Linked DNA regions of Xenopus laevis: region 2 is linked to region 1. Evidence: chromatin contacts called from public Hi-C data. All regions are on one chromosome and are shown on one strand. Each heading gives the region's core, a stretch centred on a gene start, on an enhancer-like site or on the middle of the called end of the contact. The rest is flanking DNA. Distances are from core to core; before and after follow the strand shown.

What was found. Hi-C and Micro-C count contacts between places; a contact is called where the count stands out from the background.
Region 2: a contact with region 1 is called in a Hi-C map of the XL177 cell line, with 1.8 times the contacts expected there. The contact joins the promoter of catip.L here to the enhancer-like site in region 1. A contact is called at or near these places in 2 of 4 Hi-C or Micro-C datasets (the XL177 cell line and the XTC cell line).

The regions. Positions count from the first base shown.
Region 1 is chr9_10L:63,451,022-63,456,270 of Xenopus_laevis_v10.1, forward strand. It overlaps slc11a1.L (solute carrier family 11 member 1 L homeolog), which reads right to left. Exons shown (of 15, transcript NM_001094539.1): 12 at 402-551; 13 at 244-317. Among protein-coding and RNA genes, the nearest start is that of LOC108701308, 12 kb to the right of the region's middle. Within about 2 kb of position 3,595, at least 1 of the 7 cell types and tissues checked has an H3K27ac peak or open chromatin away from gene starts, as enhancers often do.
Region 2 is chr9_10L:63,496,961-63,502,152 of Xenopus_laevis_v10.1, forward strand. It overlaps catip.L (ciliogenesis associated TTC17 interacting protein L homeolog), which reads right to left and starts at 2,092. Exons shown (of 11, transcript NM_001096840.1): 1 at 2,040-2,092; 2 at 1,721-1,801; 3 at 1,390-1,440; 4 at 1,114-1,314; 5 at 833-888; 6 at 179-265. The coding sequence starts at 1,787.

The DNA of each region.
Region 1 (5,249 bases), core at 2,345-4,844:
AAATATATAGAGTGATATCTATGTGAGCAGGTGAGGTGAAGGGACGTGGTCAAAAAGTGGGCATGGCCTAAAAAATTGTTTGCATAACTTGCTTTGTATGCCACAGTTCTGGTAGCTGGGCAGTATGAGAATTAGAATTTGCACTTTATGTGTGATGAATGAGGTCTTTCGGTAATTAGAATATTGAGGGAGAGACAGACAAAGCAGGTAGTAGGTTTTAAGTCTACTATTATAGAAACTCACATGCCATTGACAAAGTCGCACATCAGTGGACGCATGCTGGTAAAGGTGAGTACCGGTAGCAAGGCAAAGGGAAGCTGGAAAACAAATGCCATTATCAGGACAAGACCCTATGGTAGTTTCACATAATGGTCATTAGGACATTGCTGTATTCTTCCTACCAAAATGCTCTGCAGGACATTGAGTAAGTCATTCAAGCCTGTCAGATGTTCCACATCCTTAAATGCAGCCACAAACACAGTTGGGATAATGGCACAGGATCTGGTGAAAAGGACTCTGTAGAACCGTGACCACTTGAGATTGAGGAAGCCCTGGAAAATACAAGAAGCATACTCTTAAAGTAATAGTAAACCCTTTATTAATGTGAACTCATTTGCATTTGTTTGAAATAATAAACCCTTACTGCACAAAGTTACTGAACTGACAAAACCATACCTCCCAACATTTGGAAAATAGAAAGAGGGATAAAAACATCTGCCAAGCTAAGAATGGCAATTTCATTTGATGGCCACACCCTCTAAATACCACATCCATTTTACAAAATCTGGCAGGTTATGGAAAGTTTGAACACAGTTTCCCCAAGACACTTGCTTATCTTAAATTGTTGCAATTGTTTCTTTGCTTATCTTACATTGTTACAAATGTATCTAAGTACACCTGCTGAATATTCTGGGCTATCTGCCAAAAACCTCTTACTTAATTACATTTCAGAAACTTTGTATCTTTTACTGGCTGTTCAGTGCAGGAGATCAAAGAGAAAGTCAGAACATTTCAGTAAAAATCCGGGACTGTGCGTTGAGCTGTCAAAATCAGGACTGTACAACGAAAAAACAGTACAGTTGGGAGGTACTAATCACTATCGAGAACATTTCCATGCAGAACTTTACTGTTTCTGGCCTAAAAAGAGATGGAGCTCAATCTATTGGTCACATAAAGCACTTTAAAAGGAACAAACTAAATGACAGATTGTACCTTGAAACAGAAAATCCAGCCTGCGTGACAAGGCAAGGAATGTCCAGATTTGTAGCCAATGAAGGTTTCAGTTAATGGTCTTTCTGTGATTAATGGTTACACTAAGTATTTATTGTTCCATTAAGCAATGAGCTAAAGCTCCGGCTGTTACTGATAACAAATATACCATTCAGATAAATTCAAGCAAAGTACGCTCTTCAGCAGATAAAAGAGAATGAAATAGTTGATCTTACTAGCTAACCACATAACACATTCAATAAAGCCACAAAGGCACCACACAAGTGTGCATCCCATAATAACACATTGCGACTATAAGTGACAAGCTGAGCCTGTGTACTGTGTTTCTTTGGGCAGTTCTATATAGTCCCTAGCCTGCACTTTTTTTGGCCCCTGACAAAGACCTCTAGTTGAAGGGGTCAAAATGCATTGGGTTCTTTTTGTAAGTGCTATGAATAAATTTGACTTTTTTCTAAGGCGTGCCCTGCTTTTTGAAATTATTTATATTGAGTATGGAGGCTATTAGATAGCTCCTTGCAGTGAGCACCCACCTTTTTCTTAAGATTATTGCCTGGTGTGCCATCCTAACACCTATGTACTTTATAGTCCCTTTGACTGGACAGGTAGTGTATACCTTACAGACTACTCTCTGCTGTTGCTTCATTGCAGTTGCTGAAGCGGTAAAAATGAATGCTATTGCACATGATTCAGTTGCAAGCCTGACTAGCATTTTCAGATTGGTGATTGCCTCACTTTCAGCATCAACAATGGCATTAACATTTGATTCGCTGGCCCCTAGCTGGCACAATCTGTTGTGAAAACCCTGGAATTATCTCCACATCCAAGGTGGCGGTATCTCTAGGTCTCCCCACCATGATTAGGCACACTTGCACACAATTCATTAACAGCCAGCATGGCATATGCATTGGTGCTCAATGCAACTATGCAGTAAGATTGTATTTGGATGTTAGTTTGTTTGCGTCTATTTTTCACTTGCAGTCGCAAACTAACCCTTTAGCGTTGTCTAAACAAGTATAATCAATGTAGCCCATGATAAATAATATATTACCCCTTCCCTTCTATTTTAGAGGTGTTTAACGCAACATTTTAAGCACTGCTGCAAAATAAAATCAATTCCAATTCCCATAAATTAAGGAACTTCATACATTTCTGTATTCACCACCAGATGGAGCTTTCTAACCAAAAACTACAATTACTGGAGCGACTGCATGTCCATGGAGTGTAAAATAAAAGTTTGCACAAATATTTTCAAGACAATCTCAAATTATGGATAATTTTATTCTGTATGGTTGCTCTAATTGCATACAGTAAAACCTCCATTTTACATTCCCTGATTTTAAGTTTTCCCTCATTTTATACTGTTTGTTTGTAGTCTCAGCAATATATCATGCACAACTGATTTCCCTGATCTTACATTTTCCTGGATTTTGCACCTTTTTTTCTGGTCCCCTGAAAAACACACATTTTTTTGCTCATAAACCCTTTTGCAGAAAGGTATTACATATTCTAATTTGATCTTCTTTACTAGCCCAAAATTTACCAAGGGAACCACAGCCAATTAACACTGAAAATCCAAACCAAAAATGCCCCAGTAGCTCGTCATCTTTTTTCCTGCTGATTCACAGCACATGCTCTGGGCTGCTGTTGCTTACCTGAGTTTATGGACCAATATACAGCATTTATACAAGTCTGATTACTGACACTGAAGTTACAAAAAGACTATAACCCAGTGTAGTCAATAAACTACGTTTATCAAGCTTATTATTTATCAATTATATCAGGAGGTGTATCTGCATATTATTTAAGTTATTTAAATAATTGTATTGTTGCATACTGAATATAAAGAGATGATGACATTTATCCCTTTTCTCTATATCCCTTATGGCTAAGTGTAAAACCCTGCATTTTAGCTAATACAAACCAAAAAAGAATAATCTATAGAGGATGCAAGCCAGGAAGAAGAATGTAAAAGGGATTGTAAAGGGGTTATAAAGAGAAGGTGTTTAAGGATAAAAGCCACTGAAGGAGGACATATGTGCCCTTTTGTTTGCTAGTTCTGACTTCTGTGCTATAGGTCTTGGTATTATCCAATGGAAGTTGCTTCACACCATTTGATCCAACATCAACTTTTAACACTGGTCAGAGGTTTGTCTGGACCAACAGTGTCGGACTGGTCTACCGGGATACCAGGAAAACTCCCGGTGGGCCCTCCTGCTTGAAAACATTGGGCCTATTTCATGGTCATTCCCTATTTCTATGAGAACAAAGAAGCTAAATAGATGGAATAAATACTTCATAGTATTTAAAGAAAAGAGACTAGGAGAATAGAAGGTGAATGAGGAGAAGAAAAAAATAGTACTCATGGTGATGATTTTTTGGTGGGCCCTTGGTCAAAGATTTTTTGGTGGGCCCCTGGTGTCCCAGTCCAACACTGCTGGACCAGTTTGTTTGCCTTAAAGGTTGTGGATTTTGGGGTTATTTATGTTGTTCTTGTATGTGGTGGATGTAGGGTTGCCACCGGCCCGGCCAGTAAAAATTATGTTTGATCCCAATGTTATTAATAGGGAAAAAAGATAAATATATAGGAAGGCCAGTATTTTTTTCCAGAAAAGGTGACAATCCTAGGTGGATGTGAAGTTGAACTGGGATGGGCCCTAAAAGGTATGCAGGCCATCTGCACACATTGCACAAGGCCCTGGTTCCATTTTACAAACAGAAGGGACATGTTCCACACACTGACTTATTGGACCATCTGGCAACCAGACTGCAACAGAGCGCTGCTTCACATGAAGATGTAACAGACGCCTTTACCATGCATGCTCCTTAGTTGATGTAAAGATGTCCTTTGCGTGGGATTGCATATGGCATATGCCCCAGAGTGGATTCTTGGTGCTGTGGAGATTAAATGGAATTAGAAAGATATAATTTGGACCCCATGGATTCGCGGTGAATTTCCGGTGAAAAAATTTCATTTCATCAAAATTGTCGCACATCAAAATTATTCAGACGCCCATTGACTTTAATGCATTTGTACAAAAGAGTCGCGCATATACAAATTGTCAAAATAATTTTGACACTTGTTTGACTTCAATGCGTTTCACAATTTTTTCGCCTTTTCGAAAATTTCTCGACGAGACGGGACTGATCACTAGCCATGTGCAACATTCAGATGTAAAATGAGTTTGGCAGCAACATAAGCATGAATAATATTCTTGGGTGGTGCAAAATAAGTGCTGTGATTGGCCATTTGGCAGCCCCCATGTGGACTTGCAGCCTACAGGAGGCTCTGTTTGGCAGTACACCTGGTTTTTATGCAACCGAAACTCTCCAAGCCAGGAATTCAAAAACAAGCACCTGCTTTAAACCACTGGGAGCAACATCCAAGCAACATGCTGCTCACTAGCAACTGGTTGGGCATCACTGGTCTACTGTGTAAATAACAGTGCCTGTTGTTTATTTTGCTAAAAAGGGGCTACTATTGTGAATTAACAGAATGCTTTATTGTAGCTATAAAAAGGTTATTTTGTTGGAAATTTTTATTATAAATTTATAAACGAGTTTTAGGACTATTTGAGAATAATGGAAATGCTCTGTGAATGTAATAGAAATAATTACTGAATGTCAAAAGTAGTATTTCTTTGCAGTCCCTGTTGTTTATGTGGTGAGACACCACTGAAGTGGACATTGCAAGGTAAGCTTGAGCGAATATAAAGGGGTAGAGAACTGTTAAAATTTTATTTTGGTGTAATGAATAAAATAAGGGAGACTAGCTTTGGCCAGTGGTAGAACTGTAAAGAGGGTGATGTGAGATGCCAGTCTGGATCTATCAGGTTTAGAATAGGTTCTTCCCTGTGTGCAACTGAGCATCTCCCTGAAAGAAGGAACTGGAGGGCTACGGTAAAAAATTAGCTCAAGCAAGAGCAAGAAGGGCTGAGTATGTACTTGTGACTAACTGGGAATCTCAGAATGTACAACTGAACCTGTCTGGATACGTATGCATCTGTGTTTTCTCATGGCCA
Region 2 (5,192 bases), core at 842-3,341, 44 kb after region 1:
CCCCCTACTGTTGCACCCTAGGCATGTGCCTCTTCCGACTACCCCAAGTTCCAGACCTGCATAAGTATGCCAAGAAACTATGCCAACATAGAAATTCTCCTTTATAAAGAACACTTTAGATATAACATTTAAGTAGAAATGACAGTATATGCAACAGGATAAAATGCAATTACTGTACCTCTCCCTCTGTAATGATCCTGTTAATAACAAGCTTGTCCCCTTGCCTCACTATTTGGGTCTTCTTATCCAGAGAGTGTCCTTTGAGCTGTAAATTCAGGCACAAAGGAGATAAGAATGGATAAAGGTATCTTTCAAGTTATATAACCTGCTACGGAAATGACGTGAATAATTAATATTAGAGGCAATTTGCTTCCATCCTCCTACAGGGGTGAAAAAGAGTTGGATACAATCTTCCGTGACCTCTTAATTTGGGCCACGGTATATAACAAAGTCTCTTTGTGTTAGTTATGAATCAGCTCAGATAGATCAGAATAGAAACACAAGTTATCTATGTTCCACAGAAGGAATACAATGCAACTTGAGGTTAAAAACGGCAGATGCCTTATCCAGGAAGACACAAAATACAGCCCTTGTGTGACAAGATACAATGCCCACTATTTAGTGGGCTGGGGCAAGCTGTTTGGGCCTCTGTGTACTTGAAATGCCAAGGCCTATTTTGAATCTCAGTCTGGACCTGACTACATTCAGGAGCAGTTATACAAATGTGCTGCAAGACTTTCCCACAAATTGTTACTGTGATAAATTTCCAACAGCCGGTAGGGAGGAGAGCAGCCGCAGGGGACACATGGCAATAGAATAATACTTGTGGTACCTTTACATACTCATGCACGTGCTGCTCCAGAGTTTCAAGTTTGTATGAGATGTGACCTGAAAGAATACAAGGAAAATGTCTATTATAGTCACTGCCTCAGAAGCACACACTTTAATGTAATGACTTTTAGTGGGTAAAAACACTAAAAATCATTAACCCCCTTACAACCTCCTCTCTGCTTATCAACAGGTAAGGCCCTAAAGAAATCCCTTGCCGGAGGCGCTAGAGGATATGTACCCCCTCCCCATTTCATCCCAAGTAGACTTAACAAAAATCCATACCAATAATGGAGGTGCCACACGGTACTCCATCGATGGTGCCCTGGCTGGCTGCATGTACAAGGAAACACTTCTCTTCTTCCAGTCCATCCAGTTGATAGTACGCTGGCTGCACACTGACTGCAAAGTTGCCTAGTTCTACCCCAGAAACGGACACAGTCGCTAAAGAGTCAGTGAACAGGCAGAGATTCAGCTCCTCCAGCCCTGTTGGGGTGGATACAACACCTTAGCATGGCCCTACACACTATTTTTTATAGACAGGAAAGGGAAGTGACTTACCAACACTGCACAGGAATTCTAGTGCTTCGGAGCTTGCACTCATAGCCGAGGCTTAGAATAAAGCAGATACAGGTATGTTGGTTAGTTTTCCATTTGCACTCAATCAGGGCAAAGTCTGTGTGGCTTGCATCAGGGTGGCAACCATTAAACCCAATGACAGGCAACAAGCCCACGTTTGACTGACTTTCAACAGCAGTGAATATGGCACGTGTGCCATGAGCTTTAAATCTACTTTTCCAATATGATTGTGCTGTTAAAGGGGAACAGTCTCCACCCAAAAACTTCTTTTTCATAATAGAAGAAAATGGAACTTAATAATAATATCACTCACCCACATCAGGTACAACTTCCTGTTCATTTTCAGCAGGGGATTTTCCCTGTGCATTTTCTGGTTCCATGGCTTGCATCAGTCCTGAAGTAAAATGATCAAAAAAATACCTTATAATATCATTTTTGTTGAAGAGAAAATACAACTCACGATTTTTCTGCCCTTAAAAAAAAAGGTAAATGGCAGAGGTGTGTTACAACCTTCCCAGAGAGGCTCTGCAGCAGTTATTCCCTAAATGAGAGTTCTAGTTCAGCAACAGCTGGAGTCTAATGGCAGAACGTATTATAACGTTTGTTTGTGGGGGCTGTATGTGTATAGTTACCCTTAAACTATGATAGGATTCTGCAGGAGCCGCTGCTCTACACTGACAGGGCCTACACCTCGTTTACAGTAGGGCAAAGCGTCTCCATAGTAACAGCCTGACGAGCAAGCTAGCAACATAGCCAGATACCACCTAGAGGGGTTGATGTGTATTGCAACTCATGTGATGGCGCGCTGCCTATTATTCCACCGTCTCCTAGCAACCACTTTCATACATCTCTTCCCCTGTCACAGAAGTGTTAGCCCCAAGATGCCAATCCACATGCTCTGAGTTCTATTCCCATGGGAGCGGGTGGCGGCTAATCAATCTGGGTTTCTGTGGGTATTTATAGTGCAAAGAATAAAGACATGAACAGTGTATTGCAGATTCAGGCATTTAGAGTTTTCTTGGTGTGTGTGTCTGTCGCTGAGGGTGATACTGTGGGTCATGGCCCCCCCTTCAGGTTGTCTTTGTTTATACACAACAGTCTCTGGCGGACCCCAGTAGTTACACCATTGTCTGAACGTTGTCCAGGCTCCAGCTCATGGGCGTCCGCTAATAGGGGCAAGGGGGGGGGAGGGGCAGTGCTGAATGTCAGGCGGGATGCAATGATTTACAAAACGCAGACCGAGTTAGTCGTAAGTTAAAATGAAGATAGTGCCAAGTAGTTTAATGGACAGGAGAGCGAAGCAGCAGCAGCAGGAGAAAGACAAGACAGCTGGAAACTCAGACAGCTTTGTCCCTCCCCAATTCCTTTATCACTGCAGTCCTCTTGTAGCTGCAACTCGTGTGGGTATTCGGCATGCGGGACAGACTGAAAGGCACTATTTGTTTATGTTACAGACTAGATAAGGCTATGGAGCTCCCTGTTAGTGTCTGTTTGATTTAATGGTCTGCTGTTTTACTGGCTTCTGTCAAACGTGTGTCTGTGATTTGTATTTCTGTGTGTGTGTTAGAGTATCCCTGTGTGTGTGTGTGACTGTGTTTGTGCCTTAGTATGTGTCCGGACTGAGAAATTAAATAGGCCCTGGCATTTCAGGTACACAGAGGCCCAATCAGCTCTCCACCAGCCCACTTGATACCGACTTTCTATGGCACCTTATAGCAGCCCCTCTGGCATTTGCCAGAACCCACAGATTTCCAGTCTGGGCCTGTGTGTATGTCTCCGTTTGTGTGTGTGACTGTATCTGTGTGTGTCCCTGAGTCTGTGTGTGTGTCTGAGTCTGTGTGCCTGAGTGTGTCCCTGAATCTGTGTGTGTGTCTGACTGAGTCTGTCTGTGTGACTATGTGTGTGTGACTGTGTGTGTGTGCCTGAGTCTGTGTGACTGTGTGTGTGTGCCTGAGTCTGTGCCTGTGTGTGCATGAGTAGTATGCCATGCATACAATAAGCTTCAAGAAGGGGTTGGATCAATTTGTACTATGTTCTATCTTCCATAACCCTGTATTCCCTCCCTTGCTAAAAAGCCATATTATAGAAAATTGTAGATTCTGAAGTGATTTGTGCGATTCCTTTGCCTCCTTGCCCCCCCCCAGAACATTTTCTGCAGACACCCATGCTCCGGCACATTTATATCTGAACTTAATAATGAGGCAAAATTATGTTTTCATCCCACGTTCTTTATTTTTGAGGCAGTGCAGCGTTTTATTTGCTTTAGTAGCCACCGAGTGACACTTCCTAGAGCATCTGTAATCCACAAAATTCCCCAAATCTTTCTCAGCATATCTTTTCTCAGTTTCATGTTATTTGTGTCCAGGCGCATAAATATAAATCTGCATTTATCAGTAGCTTACCATTAGAAATGACACTTTTATTGTATTGCCACAATAAAATATAGATTGCAAATCACTACCTTCATGCAAGGAAAATTTAACTTTAGTTCCCTCTCAGCCCTGCCAAACTGCTGGCTGCCCACCCACAGGGCCAGGGGCAGATTCCACAGATTCACGCACCCCCCCCCCGGCCGCATGATCCTAGCACGCAACTCCTCCTCCGTGCGTGCAAGCAAGCATGTTCTCAAGGAGCTTTGAGTCCCCAGTGCTCCTTTGGAAAATGCAGCCCCTAAAATTTTGCCACCCTAGGCACGGGCCTTTGTGGCCTCACCACAAATCCGGGCCTGAACAGGGCTGTATTTACCATATTATAGAAAGAAAAAGAAAATTCCCTAACCCAGATACTGGGCGTTAAAGTGGAGCTAAGGGACCTTTATTATTGGGGTATGTGCAGTAAAGCAGGGCCTTCCAAGCCTGCAAAGGGATTCTGACACAATTTTTATGGTTTAATTTTTATTTCTAAACTACACTGTTTACACTGCAAATAATTCACTGTACCATATAAAATTTTATCCCTGAACCAGCAAGTGTATTTTTTTAAATTTATAATATTGGTGTGTACACAGCCATCTCAGGTCATTTTGCCTGTTCATGTGCTTTCAGAAAGAGCCAGCACTTTAGGATGGAACTGCTTTCTGGCAGGCTGTTGTTTCTCCTACTCAATGTAACTGAATGTGTTGCAGTGGGACCTGGATTTTACTATTGAGTGCTGTCACCTACCTATCTACCAGGGAGCTGTCATCTTGTGTTAGGGAACTGCTATCTGATTACCTTCCCATTGTTCTGTCTTAGGCTGCTGGGGGGAAAGGGAGGGGGTGATATCACTCCAACTTGCAGTACAGCAGTAAAGAGTGACTGAAGTTTATCAGAGCACAAGTCACATGACTGGGGTAGCTGGGAAACTGACAATATGTCTAGCCCCATGTCAGATTTCAAAATTAAATATAAAAAAAAAAATCTGCTTGCTCTTTTGAGAAACGGATTTAAGTGCAGAAGTCTGCTGGAGCATCACTATTAACTGATTTGTTTTGAAAAAAACATGTTTTCTCATGACCGTATCCCATTACGAAAAAAAAGCTTTGCAGCTGGGCAATTTTAAGAACGGGGACATTATCAAGAACAAAAGGTTTCCCAGAAGACATCAGAATAGATGGCACTGAGCATTTGATTTAGGGACAGTCTGCAGTTATGGGAATGAATATTTATACACTGCAGGTTTCTTCCTGTACATTCCCAGTTGAGTCCCACAGGACAAGAACAGGAACTAGCAGAAGCGCAAGGAGAGATTTGTTTTCTGGAACTCATCTCAAGAGTTATAGCCTTGCATCCAGAACTTTATAGTGC